Regions from separate parts of the Mus musculus genome. Here regions 1, 2, 3, 4, 5 and 6 are each linked to region 7. Evidence: chromatin contacts called from public HiChIP or PLAC-seq and promoter capture Hi-C data. All regions are on one chromosome and are shown on one strand. Each heading gives the region's core, a stretch centred on a gene start, on an enhancer-like site or on the middle of the called end of the contact. The rest is flanking DNA. Distances are from core to core; before and after follow the strand shown.

Region 1 (3,494 bases), core at 995-3,494, 750 kb before region 7:
CATAAAGCCAGGGGTTCCAGAGTGGCGATGGAGACCTGCCATCCCAGCCCTCAGGAGATAAAGGCAAGAGCAACCCTCTTTGGCTACACAACAAATTGGAGGCCAGCCTAGGATACCTGAGATCCTGTCTCAGCTAAGAACAACAAAGCAAAAATAAAGAAAGACAGATAATGGAGAGCTACAAGATGGCAAGATGTGTACCACTGCAGACTAAGTACATTTCGGAGAGGTAGAGGCAAGGGGAATACTGTAAGAGTGAAATGAGAAGGAGATATCCTTGGAGATGGTGAACAATAACAAGAGTGATATCAGTCTGAGAAAGTGCAAAAATTGTTCAGCAAATGTCCTTGAATAAACATTTTTGTCAAGTCTCAGTGTCTTCAATAGTAATTTTTGTTATGATAGTTACGAGGCATGGGTGAGCGAAATACTCCTGATTTATAATTTCTGAGTTTTATGCTTTTTTTTTTTCTTTTTCTGCTGACAGGAGGTCTCACTATGGCTGTGTCAAGTAGGCTGGCCTACCTCACAGAATCTACAATTCATAGAGATTTGCCTGTTTCTGTCTCTGACGGCTGGTCTTCAAGGCCTGTGCCAGCACATCTAACTTTTTAAACTTCTTTTTACTGTTGCTGTTGGAACTGAACAAAAGTGATTCTACATTGTTTCTTATATGTTCATATTCTGTGGGCAAATTAAAAAAAATGTTACTAAAGCCGGGCGTGGTGACTCATGCCAGGCATGCCCACACTTAGAACTTGGAAGCGGGATTTCCAGGTCATCCTTGTCTGTATATCCACTTCAAAGCCACACTGGGCTTTAGGAAACCCTCTATCAAAAACCCAACCCAAACCAAACCAAATCAGCATCACCATAACCACCACCACCACCATGAAGCTTAAGGTGTGGCTCAGTGGTGGAGCACCTACCTAATGTATCAGGCTGCTGGCTCCATCACAGGCATTGTAAGAATAATAATTCATACTAATAACGTGGGGCTGTGGTGGCATATGCCTATAATCTTACGCTTGTGAGGGTGAGGCAGGACCTGGGCTACACAGTAAGACCTGTCTCTAACAAATAAGCAAACACAATGATTAAAAACCGCTAATGTTTGTCTCACAATATTTATATTAGTTAATGTGTCCCCAGGGTCTTGCACATGCCTGGACCATAATAATGCTTCCTACAGAATTTTGATCTTTTTGGTTTTCCTTCATATGGTTGGCCTTGCTTTCTGTGTAGTTGAGGGTGACCTTGAACTTCCTGGGTGCTGGGATTATAGGCATGTATGACCAAGCCCAGGGCTTTGTGTATGCTAGGCAAGTACTGCTAAGTGTTCTCTCACTGAAACCAGTGCTAGATTGGCAGACAGCAAACCCCAGCCATCTTCCTGTTTACACCATCTACAGCACTGAGGTTACAGGAGTTCGAGGCCCTATTCAGCTCTTTTATGTGGATGCTGGGGATTTTAACTCAGATCCTCATGTTTGCCATGCAAGAGCTCTTGCCCGCTGATCTATCTCAACAGCTCTTTCTACCATCTGTTGCTCCATTTTTTGAATGTATGTCTTGCTTGAATAATTGATGAGTAAATGATGATGGCTTTAGTTTCCTCCACAGAACTCTAACCCCTTTGGGCGGATTTCCTTCTGCAAAATGTGATCATAGCCACCCTAGGATTGGTAAGTGTGATAAAAATGTAGCTCAGTTCACACTGTTTGTGCCTAGCACGGAAGAAAAACTTCATTCCATTCTAGCTCCCGATAGAACTGGGAAGGTGGAGGCCAGAGGATCAGAGAGGTTATCCTTGGCTACAGAGTGAGTACGAGGTTAGCCTGATCTACATTAAAACTGTCTTTAAAAAACACAACAAACAAACAAACAAACAAACAAACAAACAAACAAACGGGGGCCGGGGGGAGCGGAGAAGAAGGCGGAAAGAAGTTATTTGGCAAGTGTGAAGTTGTTTACTTAAGCTCGCCTTTGTTCTGCTCCAGGCTCTGGCAGCAAGTCTACAGCCAGAGATTGGGATGGGGGAGGAGCTGGGATGAGGCGGGGTCCATTTTGGGGGTGGAGCCAGAACGCAGCAGGGGCGGAGTCAGAAGCTGCGGCGCCGCGGGGCCTGGACCGCCCAGGACGTCCCGTATTTTGAAGGCCCCACCTTCTTGGGCGGGGCGTGTATGCTGATTGGCAGATGATACTCAGAGGCAGTCTTCATTGGTTCGCCGTGCTGTCTGCTCGGCGGGCGGTGCCCGGACGCAGGTGCTCGCCGGAGCCGGAGCAAGCCGCTGCTGACGGGCCGGGCCGGGCCGGGACCCGGGCCAGGGAGAACCGAGGGGCCTGCGCGGTCGCCCGGCCCGGCCGCGGAACAGGTAGGCACGGAACAGCGAATGGGCCTGACCCGAGTATGTAGGCAGGTTTCCCAGGTTCCGGGTTCGAGCCTCCGGCTGAGTACTCGAGCGGGACAGATAGGGCGCTACCCTTGGCCTTACTTAGCCCTGCTCAGGACGCAGGCACCTCAATTATCATTTCAAGGTTGGTGAGAGGTCTCCGAGCCTCGCCACGCAGGAGAAACCTCTGTGAGCCTCGGTTTCCCCATCTAGGAAAAGTGGGTCATCTCGGAGCCAACATGATTTAGGAAATGGCTGATGAGAAAAGCGCCTGGCATACAGTAGGAGGTCAATAAGTGACTAATGTCACTCTGAAACCCTCTTCATAACGGTTCTGTTTGGGTGATTATTAACATTATAAAGAGTTGGGGCGCTTCACAAAAAGCTACTCAGTGCACTGTACTGAAAATGTTGTTTTTCAAACAGTAGTCAGGGACTGCCAAGATAGCTCAGCTGGTCAAGGTGCTTGTTGTCTGAGTTCAGTCTTGAGGTCTCATATGGTGAAAGAAAAACTGACAACAGAAAGTTGTCATTTGGACTCCATAGACACACCCTTGCATGAATATACACCACATACATATGCAAAAATACAAGCAAAATAAATATAATTGAAAACACTTTTTTTGTTTTGTTTTGTTTTTCGAGACAGGGTTTCTCTGTATAGCCCTGGCTGTCCTGGAACTCACTTTGTAGACCAGGCTAGCCTCGAACTCAGAAATCCGCCTGCCTCTGCCTCCCGAGTGCCAGGATTAAAGGTGTGCGCCACCATGCCTGGGGAAAACACTTTTAAAAAAACTCTGTAGTCAGAATTAATGTGGTTAGTGGGAAACATACTAGGTAGAAGTATTAAAAGTAATTCCTTTCATCTAAATGAGTAAATTGAAGTTCAGGGAAGTTAAAGCTGTTGCCCAAGGCCATACAGCAAATAGGAAGTAGAGCTTCTGGGATTAGAACTTAGTTTCTGGACTGGGGGTCTAGCTCAGTACTTGCCTAGCATGCACTAGGCCCTTGTTTTATCTCAGTACTGCCAAGAAAAACAACACACACACACACACACACACACACACACCCTAAAGTAAGAAAGAGATGGATGAGGCCCAG
Region 2 (3,678 bases), core at 971-3,470, 780 kb after region 7:
CAGTCGGGTGCTCTTACCCACTGAGCCATCTCACCAGCCCCGATTTTTTTTAAGGCTAAATTAGGTGAAGCTCCCTGCTGAAGTGCTTATCCTGCATGAGGAAGGCTCTAAGCTCAGTCACTAGTACTGGAGAAAGAGAAGCAGCTACAGAAGTGTATCTCTCTATACCACTCTGCTCCTTTAAAAGTGATGGTTACTGGGGCTAGCAAGATGGCTCAGCGGGTAAGAGCACTGACTGCTCTTCCAAAGGTCCTGAGTTCAAATCCCAGCAACCACATGGTGGCTCACAACCATCTGTAATGAGATCTGACGCCCTCTTCTGGAGTGTCTGAAGACAGCTACAGTGTACTTACATATAATAAATAAATAAATCCTAAAAAAATAAAGTGATGATTGCTGAAATGATGACTGTTGTCCTGGACACAATGTAATGGACCTTAATGATCACATTAATTTTGAAATATACCCCAGGCCAAGATAAAATAGCAAAACAGACACTTAAATGAAGTTACTCACAGTATTGATTTTATTGCTACTTCTGTAAATATGACAGGCTGCTGTAACTTTAGGTCCAGATATGACAGGGCATTATGTTATCATTGTTCCTGATTTAAAGAGTCTGTGACTGTTCTCTTAATGTGTCTAAAGTCTAAAATGTTTTTAAAATGAAATTTCTTCTGGAATTTCATCAAGTTGAGCTCTTTACAACAGAAAGGACTGTTCTTCAAATACATACTTTTAAAGATGAAAAAGAAAGGAAGTGTATCTCTCTAAATACCTAATATTCCTCTAGATATCTAAGTAACCAGCAGAAGAGATTCTGAAAGCTTGCCAGTAGCCTTGGTGTTGGATGAAGCACAGATGGCTATGTCTACGTTGTTTTGCTGCTAAGCCAGATGTATGACTTCAGGCAAAATGACCTCACCCCCAAATTTCAGGTTCATAATCTGTACTGTGAGGATATGATAATGCAGGGCTACTCTAGGGTTAAATAATGGGTGTCCCTAAAATAGTCTAAGATCTTGGGAAAGGTTGCAAGAGAAGCAGACTCATTACTGAGACACAATTCTTGCTTGACACCATGCCCCGTCATGCTAGGCACTGCCCTATTTCCTCTTTCAACCAGAGCCTCCGTAATCCAATATGCCCAGGCCAACTCCAGGTTTCAAATCCAGCCTGTTCTCTAGGAGGCAGGGTCTGCCCTTGGCTGTCATCTGAGCTTGGCCTTCAACTCTGGCAATTTAGCACTTAAGCCCCACCTGTCCTTAGAAACCAGTGCCCGCTGGATGATGGACCCCCTAAGCCAACGGGACGAGAGGACAAAGAAGGGTTGGAACCAGGACAATGGGTCTCATTCAGGGCAGGGTCTTCTAGGTCAAGCCCTCCAGCTTGGAAGGCAAACGGTGAGACTCCTACTGCCCACACCTACCTACAATTCCCAGCTATGTAACGTTATTTGCTCTTCCACTTCTGGGTTTGTTAAACTCTCACTTTCACGTTAGTTTCTTGCCCCTTTCCAGCTCCAGAACAGACTCGTTCTTGGGTCTAGATTCTACCCAAGCCAACAAACCTATCCTCAGTCTTTCTCATCCAAATACAGACTCCACCTAATTCCCCTTCCTCCTTCATAAGCCACACCCCTTAACCTCTACCTTAGATATGCCTCGCTCCTTTGATCAAAGCTCCACCCATCTCAGAGTTCCAAGCTCCACCCATCTCAGAGTTCCTCCCTTCCTTCGTCCTGGATTCAACTCTCCTTCCTTAGAGCTTTGCCAGTGGCTTTTTTTTTTTTTTGGGGGGGGGGGGTTGTAGCTCTGGCTAGTCTAGAACTTTAGATATAAATCATCTGCCCTTGAACTCAGAGATCCATTTGCCTCGGCCTCTTGAGTGCTGAGATTAAAGCATAGAGGGGTGCATGTGCTGCAGTATATGTGTGAACAGTTGAGAGTCAGTCCTCTCCTTCCACTTGTGGTTCCCTGGGATCAAAGTTAGATGGGCAGGTGTGCTGCCAAGTGCTCTTACCTGCCGAGCCTTTTCTAGGTCCTGAACACTGCCACCTGCTACAGAAATTTTAATTCTCTGTTCCTGTTTAAACTCCATCCAGCATGTCCTAGGGCTCCGCCCACGGTCCCTCTTTCCGCAACCTCCGAAACCAGGTCCTCGCAGGCTCCACCCCCAACCCCCTCATCCTTAAGTGTCTCGTTCTGCCCAGGTACTTTAGCTGCCACTTTAGAGTGAGTCATGAGAGGTGGCAGTATCTGTCCGAGCCGCGCATCTGTTTCCTCGACCGGTCCAGTGGACTCCGATAGCACGGTGGAATCCCAAAACAAAGGTGGTGGGCTGCTGGCGCCAGCACCCCTGGCTCAGTCTCCCGACCACGGCGGCTCTGTAGTCGTCCCAGAGCGCAAGGATATGCCGGAGTTTGTGGTGACAGCGCTACTCGCACCCTCACGCCTCTCGCTGAAGCTGCTGCGAGCGCTGGTGATGAGCCTGGTGTACTTGGCTGCCTTGGTGGCCGCGTTTGTCTACAGCTGCATCGCGCTCACCCATGTGATGTGCCGTCCTCGCAGGGGCTGCTGCGGCCGCCAGAGGTTGTCTCCCCCAGAGTGCCTGAGAGACCCCACGCTGGGCGAGCATTGCTTTCTAACCCTCAGGGTGAGTGTTCCTCCCGTGAAGGTAGGTTTCAGGGGGCGGATGCGGATTGAAGAAAGGAGGTTGAAATGTCGGATCTGGAACATCCTTGGGTGTTCAAGTCTCGGGAGGAAGCTCCCATATTTCCTTACCCTTCAGCTCTTACTTAGATTGGGTCCTTCTGCAGAGTTCCGGCCTGCGTCTGCACTATGTCTCTGCTGGTCATGGCAATGGGCCACTCATGCTATTTCTGCATGGCTTCCCAGAGAACTGGTATGTCTGGGCCCCTGGATCCTGATGCTCACTGGACTAGGGAAAGGTAGAGTTCTGACTATGAGGTACTTGGGAAATGGGAACCGGTAGGGTTGAGTAATCCTGGGATTCCACTATTTCCTTCCTAAGAAGTCCAGAGCAGAAAGGTGGGATGGCCCAAAGCTGGGTATAGGAGGTGCATTCTGCTGACTAAACTCCCAACTCCCTTACCCAACAGGTTCAGCTGGCGCTACCAGCTGCGAGAGTTTCAGAGCCATTTCCATGTCGTGGCTGTAGACATGCGTGGTTATAGTCCCTCTGATGCTCCAAAGGAAGTGGATTGTTACACCATTGACTTGTTGTTGGATGACATCAAGGATACCATCCTAGGCCTGGGTATGACTCATCTTCTCATTTTTGCTCCTTTTGGGACCTACTCCTACACGTCTACCTCATCCCTACTGTATCTTATACCATTGTGTCTCTCTCTTCCCACCACCAGGGTACTCCAAGTGCATCCTCGTGAGCCACGACTGGGGGGCCTCCCTTGCCTGGGAGTTCTCCATCTACTACCCATCCCTAGTGGAGCGTATGGTTGTGGCCAATGGTCCTCCCATGTCAGTGATCCAAGGTGTGTTGGACTATGCCTAAAGCCCGTGTATTCACCTGTGACCTGGCACGGGGATCCAGATAAATGCTAGTACACTTAGGAGTAATGTAAATTGTCTTGAGCACTTTCAGGTTGGAGGTGATGGAGTATAGTTAAGTGGTTGCACATTTGTTTACTATATTAGC
Region 3 (3,779 bases), core at 134-2,633, 820 kb before region 7:
GTTTTAAATTGTGTGCATGTGTGTGAGTGCCTGAGGAGGTCAAAGTCACCATAGCTCCTGGAGCTGGAATTATAGGTGACTGTGAGCTGTTGGACTTAGATCCCCTGCAAAAGATGTAAATGCTCTTAACTGGTAAGATAGATTTCCAGTTCCTCCTGGCTTTTTTAGTTGTTGTTGTTGTTGTTTTGTGACAAGGTCTTCTTCCTGGATGGCCTGGAACTTCACTATGTAGACCAGGCTGACCTCAAACTCACAGAGCTTCCTCCAATTGCTTCTTGCTCTGCAGTGCTGGGAGTTAAAGTATGCATAACTATGAATTGTTTTTGTTTTGTTTTGAAACAAGGTCTTGCTGTTTCAGCGTTGACTGGTCTGTAACTTACTATGTAGAGCAGGCTAGCTTGTAGCTTGTACTATTCCCCTGTGTCCTGCGTGATGGGTTTACAGGTGCGTGCCACCAGTTTTGTTGTTGCTGTTGTTGTTTGGAGACCTGGCTCAGAGTAGCCCAGGCTCTCTTAAACTCACTTGTGTAGCTCAAGATGAATTCCACACTCTTCTGCTCCATGCCCCAAGAGCTGGGATGACAGGTCTGTCCTCAGACACTGATCCTCCTTTAACGCAGGTAAATTCCTGGACACCAAGACCCCTGGTGGTGGAGGACAGGCAACAGGAGGAAGCCTAGGGTTGCAATCTCTACAATGTAGACAGAAATCCCAGCTATTGACTATTTGGCCAGGAAGAGGTGACTAATTGAACAAGGGTGTTAGTGATCCTCACAAACACATCTGCAATGACGAATGCTTGAGCTGGAAAGAGCGTGGGAGCCAGAAAGGTGGTGGAAGTGAGAGTGGGGGCAGGGGTTCCGCCTGGTCTGTGGATTAAAGATCTCAGGAAGCCTCTAAGAGGCAGAGAGCAAGGTTCTGTAATCCCCCACTTGCCATCTGAACTCAGCCTACCAGGGAGAGAACTTTCTGCCACGTAACTCTGCCCTACTTTGCTTTTGACTTGAGAAGGGGTCAGTCAAGAAGGCATCCACGTAGCGGGAAGGGGAAAAAAAAAAAAGAAGGCATCTACGTCCTGATTTGTACGCCCTTTCCTCCATTGAACCGGGCTGGGATGCGGGCTAGGGCTGGGAATTTCCGGCCTTAGGATGAACCATGCAGTGCACAGACAGTCACGTCGCTTATTAGGTCGCAAGGAAGGCGAAGCAGCCATCCCCAAGAACTCTTCATACACACACACACACACACACACACACACACACACACACACGCCACACACACACACTCGTAACTACAAAGCCTGTGGCATTGCACCCTAAAACTTGGCCACTCGCTCCGCCCCCGGGCCCCGCCTCCAATGCTCTCCCTCCCACTCCCACACCCGCTTTATAAAGTGGGGCTTTAGGTGCAACCGTGAAACGCTTATGAGCTACGGGCTCCAGATCTTCTTCTGCACCAGAGCAAGTCTAAGTCTGAGCCGGCTCCCCCAGAACTCCAGCTGCTGGGTCTTGAACTCCTGCGTTCCGGAGTCCTAGCGTTGCTGCACCCAAGGCCACCCCCAGAATCATGCGCTGCGCTCCGACAGCAGGCGCTGCCCTGGTGCTATGCGCGGCTACTGCGGGGCTTTTGAGCGCGCAAGGGCGCCCTGCACAGCCAGAGCCACCGCGCTTTGCATCCTGGGACGAGATGAACTTGCTGGCTCACGGGCTGCTACAGCTCGGCCATGGGCTGCGCGAACACGTGGAGCGCACCCGTGGGCAGCTGGGCGCGCTGGAGCGCCGCATGGCTGCCTGTGGTAACGCTTGTCAGGGGCCCAAGGGAAAAGATGCACCCTTCAAAGACTCCGAGGATAGAGTCCCTGAAGGCCAGACTCCTGAGACTCTGCAGAGTTTGCAGGTAGGCGCATCTACTAGGACTCTGACTCTACTTAGACTAACGAGTCTAGTACTCCAGGACCTGGGTGGAGAAGGGCCTCAGAGCAGACTGTGAAAGGGTAGAAGGGAGGGTGAATAAGAGGAGGTTGCCGACATAAAGCCAGGTCTTCACTAGCCTTGCATATCTTCAGACTCAGCTCAAGGCTCAAAACAGCAAGATCCAGCAATTGTTCCAGAAGGTGGCCCAGCAGCAGAGATACCTATCAAAGCAGAATCTGAGAATACAGAATCTTCAGAGCCAGGTAATTACCCCAGCAATTGGCCCAAATGGGAAAGAGGAAACAAAGTGGGGGTGAAATGTAGTGATGAAATGTGGCTAAGCAGTTGTTATGGCATGAGTCAAAAGATCTAACCACCCGTTTCCTGCCCGGTCTTAGATAGACCTCTTGGCCCCCACGCACCTAGACAATGGAGTAGACAAGACTTCGAGGGGAAAGAGGCTTCCCAAGATGACCCAGCTCATTGGCTTGACTCCCAACGCCACCCACTTACACAGTGAGTATCTCTGGTCTTTGCTGTCATCTGGCAACTCCCCAACCACCCCACTTGCCATTCCAATCCTTAGCCTTCTTGTCAGGTCCACCTTAATAGGAAAGAAAGAGATTCTGGCCTTGGGTTCCTGTGGGCTCACTAGGCTCTCATCAAGGGTATTTTTATATATTGCACCCTCTTCACTTATGATCCTGCTTGGCCAGACCACCCCACCATTCTTTCCCAGCAAGAATCTTCCCAAAATCTTATTAGCCGTTAACCAGAACAAGTAGAGGAAGGCAGATCATAAGGAGCTAAAGTTTCAGGGGTTCTGGGAGATGGTGGTGTAGCTCAGGGACATCATGCAAAGGAATCCAGGGCTGTGTGTGGATGTGTGTGCGTTCCCGAGGTTTGGAACCCTCCAACATCTCTTGATGTAACTATAAAAGGGAAAACCAGAGTAAGCACACCCCCACCCCGGCTCCTAGACTAGACACATCCTCTTACATCTTACAGATACAGATCCTTTGTCCTGTATGCTTCCATCCAGTCACATACACATATATACATAACAGTTTCGATCACAATTTCTAGGTCTTAGATTGTGGATGTCCATGCCCAATACTTTGTTTCAAATTGAAGTGTGTGTGGAGCTACGCAGTGCGGGATGGGCGGGTGGGGGATGGGGGGCACAGAGTCAGAGGCTCCCAGTTCCAACCCTGAGTTCATGCCTATTCGTTCACCCTTCTTGACATCTGTGGCTCTCCACAGCCAACTAGGTGAAAGTTTGGATATCCCCTTCACACCCTAAGGCTGCTTGCTGGCTTTCAGCCCAATCCTCCTTAGACTTAATTCCTCCCCTGGCTTTTACTTAGGCAAGTACCTAGGCATGGCGAGGGTCATGGATGAGCTTTTCCAGGGTCGGCAGGCATAGGTTCTGGATGGGTGATGTGGTGGAAGAGAAGAGCTGAGGGGGTGGTTTTGTGGCTTTGGAACTCCCAGACTCAGCCTAGCCAAGTAGAGGAAAGTTCAGAGCTGGAGAGACAAACAGCTGGCCCTAATGGGAACCACATGGGTGGTTTGGCAGTGTGCCTGTCCCGATTGGATGAGAGGAAAGTAGGGGAAAGGGAGCTAGCTGCCCGAGGGATTGGAAAGTATACTTCCCATCTTTCTGGGTCTGCCCCCACTCCTGGCAGTGCAGACGGAGCTGGCTGGCAGAAAGTGCCTGCATGCCCCTCCCCCAGTGACCTTTCTCCTACTTTCCCTGGCTGGGCTGGGGGTGGTTCTTCCTGAATTTAGAGGACTTGTCAAGGCCAAGTTCTTTCTCTCCTCCTCTCCTCTTTTTCTTTTCTTCCTCTTCCCCCTTCTTCTGGTA
Region 4 (3,740 bases), core at 583-3,082, 950 kb before region 7:
AGGGCAGGTGGTTTCAAGAGAACTACTGTCCCCACAAAGGGCCTGCACAGGGTGGAGCTAAGAGTAGAGGTGCCAGTGGAGTTTCAGACTGTCCCCATTTGGAGACTTCAAATGATGAAGGCAAAGGACTGAGTTCGGTGAGAATATTTGCATAAAAGCACCAGAAATGGGGAAAGCCAATGACGATTCTATCTACCTGTTAGGTGGTGTCCAGAGAGAAAAGCAAACATTCAGGACATTCAAGACAGATCTACCCCATAGAGTGCCCCTTCCCCTGTCCAGCACAGCAAAGTGGTGGGTGGATCTCTGGGAACTCAAGCGGCAGAACCGCACCTGTGCACAAGCCACCGTTCTGCCCACTAGAGGCCACTGTTGAGGCACTAAAGACCGTGGCCGAGAGCCTTGGCAAGAGGTTCCTTGCTGGGCTGACTGTCCCTAGTCTCTAGTGCGCTTTGAAGAGACTCAAAGTGTGATTTTTGAAACCTAGGATGGGTGCAGAAAAAATTTGGGTTTCGGGACGCCTAACCTTATGAGTTTCTCAAACTCTGGGATCTGGAAACCGACACCATGACCGCCTCTGCAAAGTCCCGCCCCCAAACCACAGTAGGTTTCAATTTTACTCTCAGCCTACAATGAAGGGTGAAGATAAAATCTAACCAACTCCCTTCCCTTAACAAAAGAATATATACTGATCCCCAGTTGAAGAAATGACCCATTCAAACCTCTTGGCGAGTCGCCGAACTGGCCCATCTAGATCCTTAAAAACTACCCATCCATCTCGCGCGCCTCTCGGCGGCTACCTGTTGCCATGGTGATGACGACAGGCTCCCGCAGAGGCTCCGGCTGTGGTCGCAGCAGGCTGGAGAGGCTGAAGAGAGTGCTGGATACGCTGACCAGCAGCCAATCCCCGTCCAGGGCCCGCGGGCAGTTCTGCTCCGGACTCAGACTTCTAGCCCACTTCGCCGAGGCAGGGAACGGGATGAAGCGGCTCATCTCGCAGTGTGGGGCGGAGGCGCCTGCGGGGTACCGCCTGAAGGCGGCCAGGAGCATTCCCGCCGGGTCTGCAGAACCGAAAAGGGTGTAACGGTAGCCCGGACTGGAAATGTGCTGACTACACACAGGCCGGAAGGCACAAACTAGCAAAGTAGTGAACGACTTAGAGAGCATCCAAACGTATTTACAAAAGGGAAAACTGAGGCCCAGCGTCCCTGCGTGAGCTAAGAGGAGGCGACAGATGCAGGTAAGTCCCGAAGACTCACCATCCACCTTGAAGTATAGCTTTGGGTCAAGATCTGGCCGGGGCGGCGGTCCCCTGGGTCCATGGCGCAGTAGCAGTGTGGCAGGTTTCTTAGACAGGCCACCCCCACCTGCATCCTCCACGAACCAGCACTCGATCGCCTCTGGTCCAGCCGAGACGACGGAGACGACGGTCGCTAGGCCTGGGGAGAGGGGCTCCGGTGACCAGAGGGCCATAGGATGTCCGGCGACCGGCGACCGGCCCGCCCCTTCAGACCCGCCATGGGACCTCCTCCCTCTCCTTCCCAGTGTGTCTATTCCTAAACAAGAAGAAATGGGGTCTGCTCACCCAGTGCCACAGCGACGAGCAGGAGCAGAGGCTTCATGGTGCTACGATCTCTCCTACCAAGTCTTTTCTTCCCCTTTCACTTTCATTTTCCTTCTAAGGCTGGGGTGAGGAACTGGAAATTCCCCGATCTGGTCAGGTGAGGGCGTGACTGCGCGTTGGAGGAACGCCGCCCACAGGGGCCAAACAGAGTTGCCGAAACCCTGTCTGTAGCTCTCCAGCCACTCCTCGCCCTGCACCCACCCCCTTGGCTCACCGGACTGCGCCAACTTTGAGCCCTTTATCAGCCTAGACTCCGCCCTCCTGCTGTGCCCTCTCCGCGCCACCTCCCTTAAAACCACACTCCCGCGTTCCCAGACCTGTGCCAGGTCCCAGCAAACAGAGGGGTGTTGGGAAGCCAAGTGAAGTGACCAATAAATATTTTAATCACCGTTAAAAATTAAGACCTATACTACGCGGCTCCCACCTTGTGTCCACCCACTTTCATGACAACCCAATTTGGGATCCCCATGGCAAGGGTGGGGTAGTACAGAAATAAGGGGCGTATCCTTCAAGAGGAGAAAGGACAATCGTTAAGACTCAAAGGCCTTGTCCCACAACACAAACACAGACTTCAGGCACAAACTAGCACAACCTGACTGTTGGCTCTGTGACTCTAGGATGCTCAAAAGGTCCCTTTTCCATTCCCCCACCTTGTTGGCACTACTCCGTGAAGGTGGGGCTCTGGTGTGCTCAGGGGAAAAGCAAAAACACAGCTTAGTTCCAGAGATCTCGAGGAAGGGGCTGAGGAATGGAACGGGCTGGCGACGGTGCAACCCACGCCCTTCTCTAGAATATATACAAGTCCACCGAGGTAAGGGAAGACTGTTTGGTGGGGGAAACCCCGGGAGCCATTGCTCTTAGACTAAGCTCCCCAATTGCCTGCTCTTCAGTGTGCTGCACCTCCACCCCCACTGAAATCCATCTCCACTTTGTGCACGCTGGGTGGGGACCAGACACGCCTATGGGACGGGGGCGTGGCCGAATTTGCCTCATCGCCACTGCCCCCACCCACTGTGGAAGACTCCCTCTTGGGTTGCAATGCTGGCCCAGAAGGTGTCCCGGGTCCAGGTCCAGGACCCGGTCCAGATCCGACCCCACCCACACCCATCCGGTGCCGACGCTCACAGTGTCCCCGGTGACGCATGAAACTGTCCCGCCACATGAACTTCTTGGCGCAGACACTGCATTCGTACGGCTTGAGGCCCGTGTGTGTCTTCATGTGCTCGGTCAGGTGGTGTTTCATCTTGAACTTTTTGTTGCACACGGGGCAGTCAAAGGGTCGCAGGTTGAGATGCATATTCACGTGCCGGTCCCGCATGCTCTTATGTGAGAAAGCCTTCCCACAGTGGCACAGAAAGATCTTATTCCCGTCGCTGTTGCCTGTCCCTCCAGGAGCCCCACCAGAGCCACTTGGTATGCCCAGCCCCACCGCAGAGGTGCCCCCGAGGGTCACTGCCCCGTGCTCAGCTGTGTTCCCTGGTGGCTGGCCTGGAGCCTGTGAAGAGGAGGATGGGAAAACCAAGATCTGGTTGCCCGGCACATCCAATGGAAGGAGGGGTCGTGGAGGGTGGGTGAGGGCATAGGAGGAAGGGGTGGGTCCTCCGGGGTCATCAAGCCCTGCCCCAGCGCCCCCACCCTCATAGGGGCCAAAGTCATTGGAGGATTCACAGAAGTTGACCTGCTCTTCCCCCTTGTCTGCAGGCTCGGTCAAGGTCCGAACATCACTGATACTGAGGGTAGCCTCGGGCTCTCCCCCTGCAGGAACCCCAGAGCCGCCTCCCATTTCTTCATCCTCATCATCCTCACAAGTCAACACCAGATCTTCCTCCTCTTCCTCATCTTCTAGATCGGGGTCTTGGTGGACCAGGGAGGCTGGTGCAGGGCAATTTCTAGCTTGCTTCACATACACCCAGTGTTTCTGTGGCACTGCACTGGCAGGCATGCAGTTAGACCTCCGGAGCCCAGCCCCGGGGGCCACGGCCCCTCTCCCATCCCCACCGTCATCGCATAGCTCATCGGCCTCCAGCAGCAACTTCCCGGAGGTGGTACCCGCACTGCCAACCACAGGGGCTGGGAACACCGGGCCACCATCCCGACGGTTCCCACTACCTGCTGC
Region 5 (3,483 bases), core at 922-3,421, 840 kb before region 7:
AGTTTTGTTTTCTTTGGTTTTGTTTTGAGACAAGGTCTCAGGAAGCCTAGGCTGGCCTCCAACTCCTTCCATAGTTGACAGTGAACTCAACTCCCCTCCCTCCAACCCTTGAGTGCTGAGATGATCACGTGTGCTTTACCACACCTGGCTTGTGCAGTGCTGGAGATGGAGCACAAGGCTTTCATGCACACTAAACAAATACTGTAATAAGAGAGCTACTGCCACAGCCTCAGTTTCCCTCTTTTACATATGGATCAGCTTCGTTTTGTTCTGTTTTGTGTTTGAGAAAAATTCTCCCTATGTTATCTAGACCAGGCTGGCCTTGAACTCAAAGAACTTGTTCTGCCTCTCCCTGCTGAGTGCTGCCCTGTTTGCTTTTTGTTTTATTTTATGTATTTAAGACAGGGTCTCACTATGGAGAGCTAGCTGGCCTGAAATTTGCTAATCAGGATGGCCTCTAAAAAGAGATTCCCCTGTCTCTGCTTCTGGAATGCTAGGATTTCAGGTATGTACCACTACGCCCAAATGAATGCTTTTTTTTTTTTTTTTTTTTTTTTGCCCTCAGCCCCACTGACAGAAGCTAGGTGAGTTTTAAGCTACACCACTAACCCCTTTTTAATTTTTTTTTTTTACATTTTATTTATTTTATGTAGGAGGTGGAAGGGTGGGTGGGTGCAAGGATGCCATGGGGTGAGAGTGGAGGGCAGAGGGCAGCTCTATAGAGTCAGTTCTCTCCTTACACGAGTAAATCCCAGGGATGCAACAAGGATGTCATTCCCTGATCAAGTACCTTTACTGGCCAATCCATCTCACTGACCCCTTTACTCAATTGTTTAAACAGGCGTTGAACTCACTCTGCAGCTCTCAGGCAGGCCTTCAACTTTCTTTTCTTTTTTTTTTTTTTTTCTTCGAGACAGCGTTTCTCTTTATAGCCCTGGCTGTCCTGGAACTCACTTTGTAGACCAGGCTGCCCTCGAACTCAGAAATCTGCCTGCCTCTGCCTGTGCTGGGATTAAAGGCATGCGCCACCACGCCCGGCGCCTTCAACTTTTAATCATCCTACCTGGACCTCTCAGGTAACTAGGATAATAGGCGCTTTTGGAAAGATTCCCTTTTGCTCCCCTAGAAACTGCAGGGAACCCAGGCCACATATCACCCTCCCAGCTCACAGCTGTCAGTTCCAGCCTTGGGAGTAAGGAGTGTGGTGGGGCAAGCCAACATTAGACTGCTACACAAGCCAATGCCTCCCGGAGTAGGGCGTGTAGCTGCCCTCATATCTCCCACACTGCCTGGCTATCAAAGTTAAATCCGGATCCCCTGCCTGAGACCCCCTCATTAGGCTGTCAGAGCTGAAGCCACACGCCCCCACACCCAGCCCTGGGACTATTTCGGGACACAGAGCTGCGATCAGTCTAGAGAGCTGTGATCAGGAGAGCTGTCATCAGGAAACCTGAAGGACAGGACACAGAGCATGCATACCCGAGGTCCTGAAGAAGTTATGTCTTACTGATAAGGCTCTAGGTGGGAGCCCTTCATGTTGGGATAGGATTCTCAAACGCAGGATGGGGGAAAGAGCTAGATGATGGCAGGACAAGGGGTCCTTGAATCATCACACACACACACACACACACACACCTCCCCAAACATACAGAACCAAGTCCGCTTAGAAAAGACAGGGCAGTTTCCTACAGGAAAAACCGCTGGGCGGTTCCATCCGCTGCTATTGTCAGTAGGTCCGGGGAGTGGGGGACATCCGTTCCTCCCTCCAACACCGTTTCCGTACCATCCGCCCACTCCACCCCACTGCAAGAAACCCATTCCCAGGTCTTCAAGCCAACTCTGGGGAAGGGTCCCCTAAGGCATCTAGGAGACTAAAATGCGCACAAGTTCCTCTGGTTAGGTCCTGGATGGCCATGTGGTGGCGATCTGCCTAATAATCTAGGGTCCCCCCTCTCCGGTCGGCTTTAAACCACCTGAGGCTCCCAATGTCCAAATGGTCACCATTACAGGACACGGCGCCCACCCCGTTGCAACGCACAGAACCCATAGAAGGGGGCTAAAAGCATCACACCCCTCCCGGACACTTGGGTCCACTGTTCCCCTCCAGGACTCGCGTGGTTGACTTTACCTGAATGAGAAGCCCCGGCAGCGCCCGCACCGCACCCGAGCCCGCCCCCTCGAAGCTCCGCACGGGTTATCAAGGCTTTCACCCCTAACTGACGGCTTTTTCAGCCAACCAGAGCACGAATCTAACCGAACTATCCAATTGTAAGACAGAGTGAGCCATCTGGGCGGGGGCAGGGTGGGGACCCGCCTGAGGGCGGGCCTACAGTAGAATCTGAGAAGATCAGAGCAGGGCAGTGGGATGCTGCTCAGCCAGCTACCTCTAAATCCTGCCTGGTTCAGGAGTAAGAAAAGAGGTTTCATTCACAGGACAGTAGGGAGCTACAGGAAAAATCTAAGCAAACTATTCTAATGGGATTTATATAACGAGTTTAATTCCTACTGTCTTGTTGAAGTCGTAAGAGCCTGGATCTTGTCCACCGCAGGAACTTTGCATATATTGTGCCACTTTAAGAAATATTATCTGGGGGCTGGTGAGATGGCTCAGTGGGTAAGAGCACCCGACTGCTCTTCCGAAGGTCCGGAGTTCAAATCCCAGCAACCACATGGTGGCTCACAACCATCTGTAACAAGATCTGATGCCCTCTTCTGGAGTGTCTGAAGACAGCTACAGTGTACTTACATATAATAAATAAATAAATCTTTAAAAAAAAAAAAAAAAAAAAAGAAATATTATCTATATGTGATACTTTCCTATATTTCTAAGTGTTCAATCTATGTGCCCCTGAAATCTATGTGCCACAAGAAAACAAAACAAAAAACAAACAGAATCCTTAGCACAGCCTTTCCCTAGTCATTATCATTGCCATAGCAATGGTTTATTAACTAAATAGCAATTTTCATTAGTAGAAAGGCAAGGTTACTATCATCACCCCTACTAGACATTTTAGGATCAGGAAACTTTTTATCCACTGCCTCAGGCATACACTAGTTACTTAATAAATGTCTGCTCTACTGGAGATATCTAACTCAATGGTACAGAACTTGTCTAGCGCACCTATCACAATAGATAGGTAGGAAGACAGACAGACAGAGACAGATAGACAGATGAAAATAATGTAAATATAATAGACACATACAGGTGTACTTATAAACATACTGAGATTATAGATCAAAAAATTGTCACAGAAATAAATTAAAATTACATTTGTGAAGGTCAGTGAGATGACTTAGCATGTAAAGGTTCTTGCTGCCAAACTTGACGATCTGTGTTTCATCCCTAGGACCATGTAATGCAAAGAAAGACCCAACTCCTACAAGTTGTCTTCAGATCTCCATAGTGTGCTATATACATCAACCTATGCACATACATACCATATATCAATAAAACTTTTTAGCTGGGCAGTGGTGGTGCACACC
Region 6 (3,970 bases), core at 1,117-3,616, 880 kb before region 7:
CCTTGACTTAAAGCATGGTGATCATGTGTACTCGCCAAGACCTATTCCCTCATCTCCCAAGTTCTTCCCAGGTGAAAACACTCAGCTTGACCTAAATATGTCACCTCTGAACTAGACCCCTAGTACCGAATCTCCACCAGGCCAGAATATCACACTCTTATCTACTCTGATCACCCACTATCCCACGGGACCCAGGTCCTCTCACATCCAAGGCTAAATCCTTCCCTTCTCCATCAAACCCCTCTATCCTGGCCTCCTCCTCGTAGTTTATCTAAGAGACTTGACTCGCTTTCATCACAGGGCCTTTGCACGTGCCTTCCACAACCCAAGGGCCCTTCTTCCACTCTGTATTCAGAGGAAGAGGAGTCTAGACCGTTTTGCACATCAAGCAAACATTCTACCATTGAGCTATATACCCCAGCCACAGCCCACCTTGTCCTTCCACTCTATAGGTGTGATTCTTCTTCAGCTTTCAGATCTTAGTTTATATCTTGGGCAGTGTCTCATGTTCCCCAGGAAGCTCTGCCTCCCACAAACAACAGTCCCTAACTAGTAACATCCATATTCCTATTGACTGAACACTCTCAGTGAAAGTCAGGGACGTGGCCTCATGGCCATGTCTAGTGCCTGACAGTGTGTGAACAAGTCATGTGAGGGTCCACATTGACCCAGATAAAACCTAAGCCTTTCCAGGGAAGCCGGGGCTGTTTGCTGATCAAGAGGGGCAGGCAGTGAAGAGACCTGGTACTTGGGCCAGCAGGAAGGAATGAACAAAGACAGGAGGGAGCCTTTAGAGCTTCCTACCTCACACACAGAGCCAGAGCCTCCAAGACCCCTCCCTCCCTCTCCTTGTAGTCAAACGCAATTATACCTGCATACCACACAGTTCAGAAGCTCCAGAGAGCTGAAGAACTGAATACAAGCCCTGGCCACCACCCCTTCCTGCCCAGCATAGCCTCCTCTCCATGCCTAACAACTCACAGTCCTGCCAACTCAGACCTTCTCTTCCTGACTCTGTATTTTCTTGGAATGGGCCCAGAGCAGAGCAGACCCTATACCTCTTGGGGGCAATTAATCAGACAGGAGTCAGGATGACCCATGATTCCTCCTCCCAGTCTATGTCCTCATCTGTAAAAGAGGAATACTAAGGCCAGACTTAATGTTGCTCAATAGTAAGTCCAGCTCCTGGGATGCTGGAACAAGAAGACTGCTTGGAGCTACAAAACAGCCGAAAGTGGGAGGAGGGGTAGTTTATGGGTACAGATCCATAAACAGCCAAATACAATGGTCCATACCTAATAATCCCTGTGCTGGGGAGCCTAAGGCACAAGTTGAAAACAGCAGTCCAGCCTGTGTTATATAGTAAGTCCCTGTCTCAAAAAAAGGGGAACTAGTGCCTGCCTTTAATCCCAGTACTTGGGAGGTGGATCTCTAGGAGTTCAAGCCCAGCCTAGTCTATATAGCAAGTTGCAGACAGCCAGAGCTATAAAGTGAGACCCTGTTTGGAAAAAAAAAAAAAAAATCAAAACATAATAAAAACCTAAAAACAGAAACAAAAACAAACAAACCAAAAAAACCTTGAAACAGTTAAGACCTATTCTCATACAGAGTGGATGGTCAGTAGTGGCCAGTGGTCACAATCGGGCCTCCTCGTCCTGCCCGGGACAGGTTCCTGGCCAAGATTGGGGTTCACAGGGGAAATACACTCCAGGGCTCTTCCTTCCATTCTCTGAGGCAGGAATACAAGGAAAAACTGAAGCTCTGGGTGCTGAAAGAACAGCCACAGAACTGCAGCCTCAGGGCTGAAGGTTTCGGGAAGGCATACCTGCTGCAAGAAGGTACCGGGTGACCAGCCCTGCGTGGTGAGAGGTCAAAATCAGAAACAAAAGCCTTCCAGCCCACATTGAGCTGAAGGACGGCTTGGAGGTGACTTAGGGACAGCGCAGGAATAAGGGAGGAAGCTGAGCAGAACACAGGAGAAGGCACCCATGTGGCGGTCCCCTCTGCACGCACAGAGGGCCGATTCTCTCCACTCTACCCACGCTAAAGCCAAACACGCGTGCTGGGGGAGTGTCAACGACCGATGGGCGGCGCAGCCAATAGTGAGGCGATGCCAGCGCGTGGAGGCGGGATCAAAAGCGGTGTAGAAACGGGGGTTCACTCACCGGAGACTTGGACCCGGGTATGGGCCGGAGCCGGAGCGGCCTCTAGGCCTGTTCTGAGACCAAAGAGGAGCCGCAGCACCAGGCCCAGGGCCACTGCCCGCCCAGCTCCGCCCCGCGCCATCCAACAGCTAGCCGAACTGCTCCGCTCCAGCCGCAGCCGCTCAGTCAGAAGGACGCGCTGATTCTCGCGCACGCGCACACAAAGGCAGGGGGGAGTGGCGCAAGCAAGCCTGCGACCGTAAGTACCCGAATACAAGGGTACTTTGATTTTAGGGCTCCTCCTGGCTTCTTCCTAGCAGTAAAACCTAATGTGTTTGGTGACCTAGGCCTGTAACTCCCAGATATTCTACAGGCTGAGGAAGAACAAAGCCAACCTAGGCTATTAAAGGAGACCCTACCTCAGAATAAAAAACAGGAATTCGGGGAGTAGTTCAGTAGTAGAGCACTTGCCTAGTAGTATTCAGGAGGCTCTAGGTTTAATCCCCAGTTCCATGAAAATAACCACATTAACTTGAAATAATAAACTTCTGCTGAACAGTGGTGGTGTACGCCTTAAATCCCAGCACTTGGGAGGCAAAGACAGGCAGATTTCTGAGTTCCAGGCCAGCCTGGTCTACCGAGTAAGTTCCAGGACACCGGGGGCTACAAAGAGAAACCCTGTCTCAAAAAACCAAAAATAAAAATAAACCTTCTAGGGATATAAATGAACTTAGCAATTTTGACCTAAACTTCACATGTAGCCTACTGCAAATATCACTGCCCAATGGTCCCAATGAATATGGCAGCCACACCCTGTGAACACTCCCCAGCAGGTCCCTCCTTTGTGCCACCTAAGGATTTTACTTATTTTAGCTTTATTGTCTTGATTGCCCCCTAGAATGCCAGCTGCAGGCGAACCAGGATGTTGGTTTCCTTTGATGAATGGCGAAAATAGTGAGGGAATGATGGAATGATCAAATGAGTGAACAGTTACTGGCTTCGAACCTGGACTGACCATCTCCTTGGTTCCCATCCCAACCTCATTAACTTCTAGTTCTCACACACTTGAGAAACATTTATTCTAACATGGGCCTGGTAGATTGATACTACAATTGTATTAATTGTAATTGATACAGATTGGCAGCCTTGGGTTTTCTCATCCCACTTCCACAGTTGAATGCATTGAGTCAGCTTATCCAATGTGGCTAGTGATGTTGTGGTTTCTGCTGGTCTGAGGTAACCCAAGCTGGCCTGAAACTAGTGATCCTCTCTCTTGCTTTGGCCTCCGAAGTATTGGGGATATAGTCATGTACCAGCTTAGTGTTTTATTCTTCACATTACGTTTTCCATAGCTCTACCTTAAGATTCCACGACACTGGCCGGGCGTGGAGGCGCATGCCTTTAATCCCAGCACTCGGGAGGCAGAGGCAGGTGGATTTCTGAGTTCAAGGCCAGCCTGGTCTACAAAGTGAGTTCCAGGACAGCAGGGCTACACAGAGAAACCCTGTCTCGAAAAACCAAAAAGAAAAAAAAAAAAAAAAAAAAAAAAAGAATCTATGACACTACCTCCCAACAAGGCTGGAAGGCAAGTCACTAACCTTCAAATGGCTAAGTTTCCCAGAATGTAGACCAGAAGGCTACATAGAAGTCCAGACTTTCACACAAATGGTGCTGCTTGTGGATGGATGGCCTCTCTACCACCGTAAATGTTAGAGGTTATGACTACTTTTGGAGTGTACTGTGTAAGCCTCACCAATTTCTGGAGAAGGCAATGGTATTCAGGCAGAGAGGGATGCAGACAGAGGTAAGTAAGACAGCCCAGGGGA
Region 7 (3,935 bases), core at 1,114-3,613:
TCTAGGCACAGATGACATCGCAAATAAAACCAAGAAAATAACAATCTAAACACATCTACAAGAAATAACAGGTAAAAAAACAAAGATGTCTTTCTCTCTCAGACTGACCAACCCAGATTTTCTCAATGGTCAAAACTCACACTGTCCAGGGTTGGAAAGATGACTTAGCAGTTATGAGCACATATTGTCCTTCCAGAGGACCCAGGTTCAGTTCCCATTATCCACAAGAGCTACTGACAACTGCCTATACTCCAGTTCCAAGGATCCACACCCATTTCTGCTCTCAGCAGGTACCCCCACACAGGCAGCATACACTCAAACATATTTATATACATAAAAATGTTTTTAATCTAAAAAATAACAACAAAGAAATTACACTCTCTAGAAAAACTAACAACTACCCGAATTAGAAAGGAAATGAAAATATTAAAAATTTTCCCAAGAACTATAATCCTGATAAGAGTTCTGTTTGGCTTTTATTTGTTGTTTGCTTGTTTGTTTTGGTTATATGTAACAGGGTCTCACTGTGTAGCCCTAGGGGACTGAACTCTGAGATAGGCCGGTCTCTACCTCCGATGGGATTAAAGAAATCTCTCTTATGCATTCTAAATTTGAAGAAGTACCCTAAGGCTAGCTAAACAAAAAAATATATATATATACACAGTGGGTGGCGGAGGGGGTGGAAATCACCTATAATCCCAGTGTAGTCCCCTCTTTCCCACCTTGCCTAAGGCTGCAGTAAGAGGCCAGCACAGGAGTTGTCAAAATATCGGCTCTATGGCCGAACCACAATTTCTCAGCCTGGAGTTGTCACAGGAGCTGTCCACAGTGGCAGCACCTCCTCTCCAGCCTCCTGGAGCAGCTCCACAAGGATGGCCCATCAGCCCAGGCAACCTGAAGCCAGGAAGGACTTCCCATCTTAACCCATGGGCCCAATGCAGGGGAAAGGGTGAAAAAAACCCACCAATCCCTTAACAGGAAATCCCAAGCTCAGGACTTGAACTCACACCACACCTCAATCTGGAAATTTCTGTCCACTCTCTAAGAAATCCTATCCAAGTCCTGCCCTTTGTCCAATTCTCCCATGTCAGTCAGCTCTGGGAGCAGAGGGCAGCCATCCCTCTCCATTTTTCTCTCCAATAAGTCTCCTTTATAAGATCTACTGCCTGGAGTGGCTCTCATCAGAAGAAGCTAAGAAGAAAAGAAGCAAAGAAGAGAAGAGAAAGGGCAGCTGAAGCCTGTAAGCTCCTAAACTCCTCAGCTCAGCTGGGGATACCCTCCTCTGGGAACTGCTGAGGAGGCTTCCTCTCAGAGCTGTGTGGTTCCTGGGCTCCCGTGTTTGAGGATGTCCTCATTGGGACACCTTTTCCCTTCAGAGCTGTATGTATGGCTCCTGGGCTTCCAAGTCCCAGAATACCCTCCCATATGAGCAGAAACACACGTAGCACTGTGGAGGATCTAGAGTTCCAGACTAGTTTGGTCTACATAACTCTTTCCAGACCAGCCAATGGTACCCAGTGAAATCCCGTATAAACGGACAGAACAACACAATCCCTCCCTGCCCTGGGCTTTTTCACTGCTATCGAGACTTTCCTTTGGAAAAGGTCTCCAAAATCTAACCTTTACTTCAGAAATGATCAGCTTAATTAATCAGTACATACAAATAGGGAATTTTGCCTATCACAGCTAACAAATCCAGCTGTGAACTCAGGATGAGGGATGGAGATACAGGTCTACAGGTCTATGGTAAAGCGTTCGCTTAGCATGAGACCTGAGGTTCCATCCCTAGTACTTTAAAAAAGAAGCCGAGAGAGAGAGAGAGAGAGAGAGAGAGAGAGAGAGAGAGAGAGAGAGAGAGAGAACACACGAGCACGAGCCTCTCTTCAGGATGACCACAGTGTAAAACTAAAGCAGGGAACAAGGAAATGAAAAAGTGCAAAACAGTGCACACCACCCACGTGCCTTCACCGCAGTCTGGACGCGGCGTCACCAACTTGGCAGCTGCAATGTCAGCGGAGGCTCGGGTTCGCGGCGCAGGCTCGTCATGGGAGGACTAGAAACTAGGGACGAAGCAGCTTCACAGGGAAGGGACAGGACGGGACTCCGCTAACAGAGCATACAACTCAAGTGCACCCGGGTTGACGGCACTCCCAAAGTCCATCTCAAATTGCTGCACACGTCGGGGAGCCGGCGCCACCTTACAGCAAAGCCGTGGCAGTGTCAGAACCCTCCGCCCACCTTCCAAGAGTCCAGGGCACACTCACCATTTCCTGCTTCTGATGCATCCAGGCGTTCTTCCTACTGAGCGGCAGTCGGCAGAACAGGCACCGGGAAGCTCAAGCACAACTCTCCTCCCTCCAGCTACCCGGAACTCAAATATGGCGGCAAGGGAGCCACCCTCCACTATCCGTGCTTCTTATTGGATAGCTCAGGGGAGTAACAGTCACCCTGGTTCGTGAATTATTCCGGACCCAACTCCTTAGAACTGAGTTATCAGGTTCAGCAACGCTTACCACCGAAATGGGTCTGTAAGTACAGATTGCAACAACTGCCCTGTCCAAGCTCATACCTTTTCTCCGAAATAAATGTGATTTCATCCTGGAGGGTTATCACATTTCAGAACACCTTCCAGCCCGGGAGTGGTGGTGCACTTTTTAATACCAGTTCCACGCTAGCTTTGTCTACGTTATTGAGTTTCGAGTCAGCCAGAGCTATATAGTCAGAATTCTCCCGTCTACACCACACACAGGTCCAGGGCTTCTGAAAGATTTGTTAGTTTTATGTGTCTACGTGGATGAATCCGTGTGTGCGCGAGTGCTCACTGAGGCCGGAAGACGGCAGAAGTCCACTCGCTTTTCCATTGAGGCAGGGTTTGTTTGTTTGTTTGTTTGTTTGTTTCACTCATCACTTTACCTGGGGCTCGGGTTTCCTTGGCTAATAATGGAAGCCAGCTAGCCACAGCGATCCTCTTATTTGAGCCGTCCTCATAGATAGTGATTCAGAAATGTGCAGGGGATCTCTAACGTGAGTGCTGGAATCTGAACTCCAGTCCTAGGTGTTTATCATGCGCCCTTATCCACCAACTCTCCAGCCCCATTCACAGCCTCTTGGGCTCAGCGGGCTCTTCCTGGTATTTTTTTTTTCCGACATACAAATAGTGTCATAACGTCACTTTTGAATAAATCCTTTGCTCTTCAATCAGAGTAAGCTGGGAAAAGCCATGATAGCAAACCAAAACTGATTTCTGTTTAAATTCCTCTGTGAAATAACTTTGATTATGTTCACTCTGATTGGCTTTTTAAAAATCCCTCTGCCTTAATAAACATCCTTCTACTTTCATTTTGCCTACTTAGGCTCATCATATAAAAGCAAACATGTAATATCTGTTGATTTGAGCCTGGCTCATTTCCCTAACATGATGATCTCCAGTTCCGTGTTTTTTTTTTTTTTTTTTTTTTTGCAAACAACATTCTTTTGTGGATGAATAATACTTCACTTTCATAAATACCACATATATTCTATCCATTTGTTCCTCCACTGCTAGGCTCCTTGGGTGACTCCATCACTTGGATGCTCAATGCTGCAATAAATATGTGTGCAGGAATCTTAGTTACATGGTGACATTTACTCTCTTCGTGTATATCTAGAACGGTATAGCTGGATAAAATGACTTAATTTTTAGTTTGGGGTTTGATGTTAAATACCAAAGCTTGTGTGTTGAAGATATGGTCCGCGGATGCTGCTTGGAGGTGATGGAAACTTAGTGATTGGGGGGCTGCTGAGTGGAAGTAAAGTCCTGAAAGATGTGCCCTTGAAGCAAGTATTGGAACTCTAGCCCTTTCCTAAGCAACCAAGCATGAACATTTATCTATTTACTTCCCAGCCACCATGAGATGAGCAACTTGACTCCTTGGGCTTCCCACCATGATCCTCTG

What was found. Promoter capture Hi-C pulls out the DNA fragments that hold promoters and counts their contacts. HiChIP or PLAC-seq counts read pairs in DNA pulled down with a chosen protein or histone mark.
Region 1: a contact with region 7 is called in a promoter capture Hi-C map of pre-B cells, with 4 times the contacts expected there. The contact joins the promoter of Marchf2 here to the promoter of Zfp472 in region 7. A contact is called at or near these places in 6 of 39 promoter capture datasets (the 3T3-L1 cell line, cranial neural crest, embryonic stem cells and 3 more) and 3 of 115 datasets of contacts at active chromatin or transcription factors (the 230-238 cell line, astrocytes and embryonic stem cells).
Region 2: a contact with region 7 is called in an H3K27ac HiChIP or PLAC-seq map of microglia, with 4 times the contacts expected there. The contact joins the promoter of Ephx3 here to the promoter of Zfp472 in region 7.
Region 3: a contact with region 7 is called in a promoter capture Hi-C map of embryonic stem cells, with 2.7 times the contacts expected there. The contact joins the promoter of Angptl4 here to the promoter of Zfp472 in region 7. A contact is called at or near these places in 4 of 39 promoter capture datasets (embryonic stem cells, hippocampal neurons, liver and 1 more) and 3 of 115 datasets of contacts at active chromatin or transcription factors (astrocytes, embryonic forebrain and large pre-B cells).
Region 4: a contact with region 7 is called in an HNF4G HiChIP or PLAC-seq map of pancreatic cancer cells. The contact joins the promoter of Tapbp here to the promoter of Zfp472 in region 7. A contact is called at or near these places in 3 of 39 promoter capture datasets (the 3T3-L1 cell line, liver and pre-B cells) and 1 of 115 datasets of contacts at active chromatin or transcription factors (pancreatic cancer cells).
Region 5: a contact with region 7 is called in an H3K4me3 HiChIP or PLAC-seq map of pro-B cells, with 4 times the contacts expected there. The contact joins the promoter of Kank3 here to the promoter of Zfp472 in region 7. A contact is called at or near these places in 2 of 39 promoter capture datasets (embryonic stem cells and liver) and 5 of 115 datasets of contacts at active chromatin or transcription factors (embryonic forebrain, large pre-B cells, neural tube and 2 more).
Region 6: a FOXA1 HiChIP or PLAC-seq map of pancreatic cancer cells shows a contact between it and region 7. The contact joins the promoter of Cd320 here to the promoter of Zfp472 in region 7. A contact is called at or near these places in 5 of 39 promoter capture datasets (the C10 cell line, the SN4741 cell line, hippocampal neurons and 1 more) and 1 of 115 datasets of contacts at active chromatin or transcription factors (pancreatic cancer cells).

Annotation. Positions count from the first base shown.
Region 1 is chr17:33,717,427-33,720,920 of GRCm38.p6, reverse strand. Marchf2 (membrane associated ring-CH-type finger 2) reads left to right here and starts at 2,244. Exons shown (of 5, transcript NM_001252480.1): 1 at 2,244-2,375.
Region 2 is chr17:32,188,012-32,191,689 of GRCm38.p6, reverse strand. It overlaps Ephx3 (epoxide hydrolase 3), which reads left to right and starts at 2,220. Exons shown (of 7, transcript NM_001347341.2): 1 at 2,220-2,655; 2 at 2,819-2,904; 3 at 3,122-3,279; 4 at 3,386-3,514. The coding sequence starts at 2,242.
Region 3 is chr17:33,779,179-33,782,957 of GRCm38.p6, reverse strand. Angptl4 (angiopoietin-like 4) reads left to right here and starts at 1,383. Exons shown (of 7, transcript NM_020581.2): 1 at 1,383-1,895; 2 at 2,065-2,175; 3 at 2,311-2,428. The coding sequence starts at 1,566.
Region 4 is chr17:33,917,570-33,921,309 of GRCm38.p6, reverse strand. Tapbp (TAP binding protein) reads right to left here and starts at 1,832. Exons shown (of 8, transcript NM_009318.2): 1 at 1,586-1,832; 2 at 1,260-1,439; 3 at 801-1,061. The coding sequence starts at 1,622. It overlaps Zbtb22 (zinc finger and BTB domain containing 22), which reads right to left. Exons shown (of 2, transcript NM_020625.3): 2 at 1,985-3,740. The coding sequence ends at 2,511. It overlaps Gm19412 (predicted gene, 19412), which reads left to right and starts at 814. Exons shown (of 2, transcript NR_168019.1): 1 at 814-1,240; 2 at 1,684-2,021.
Region 5 is chr17:33,809,211-33,812,693 of GRCm38.p6, reverse strand. Kank3 (KN motif and ankyrin repeat domains 3) reads right to left here and starts at 2,171. Exons shown (of 11, transcript NM_030697.3): 1 at 2,129-2,171.
Region 6 is chr17:33,841,487-33,845,456 of GRCm38.p6, reverse strand. It overlaps Cd320 (CD320 antigen), which reads right to left and starts at 2,366. Exons shown (of 5, transcript NM_019421.3): 1 at 2,166-2,366. The coding sequence starts at 2,286.
Region 7 is chr17:32,964,259-32,968,193 of GRCm38.p6, reverse strand. Zfp472 (zinc finger protein 472) reads right to left here and starts at 2,363. Exons shown (of 4, transcript NM_153063.3): 1 at 2,265-2,363. The coding sequence starts at 2,285. It also overlaps the pseudogene Cyp4f41-ps.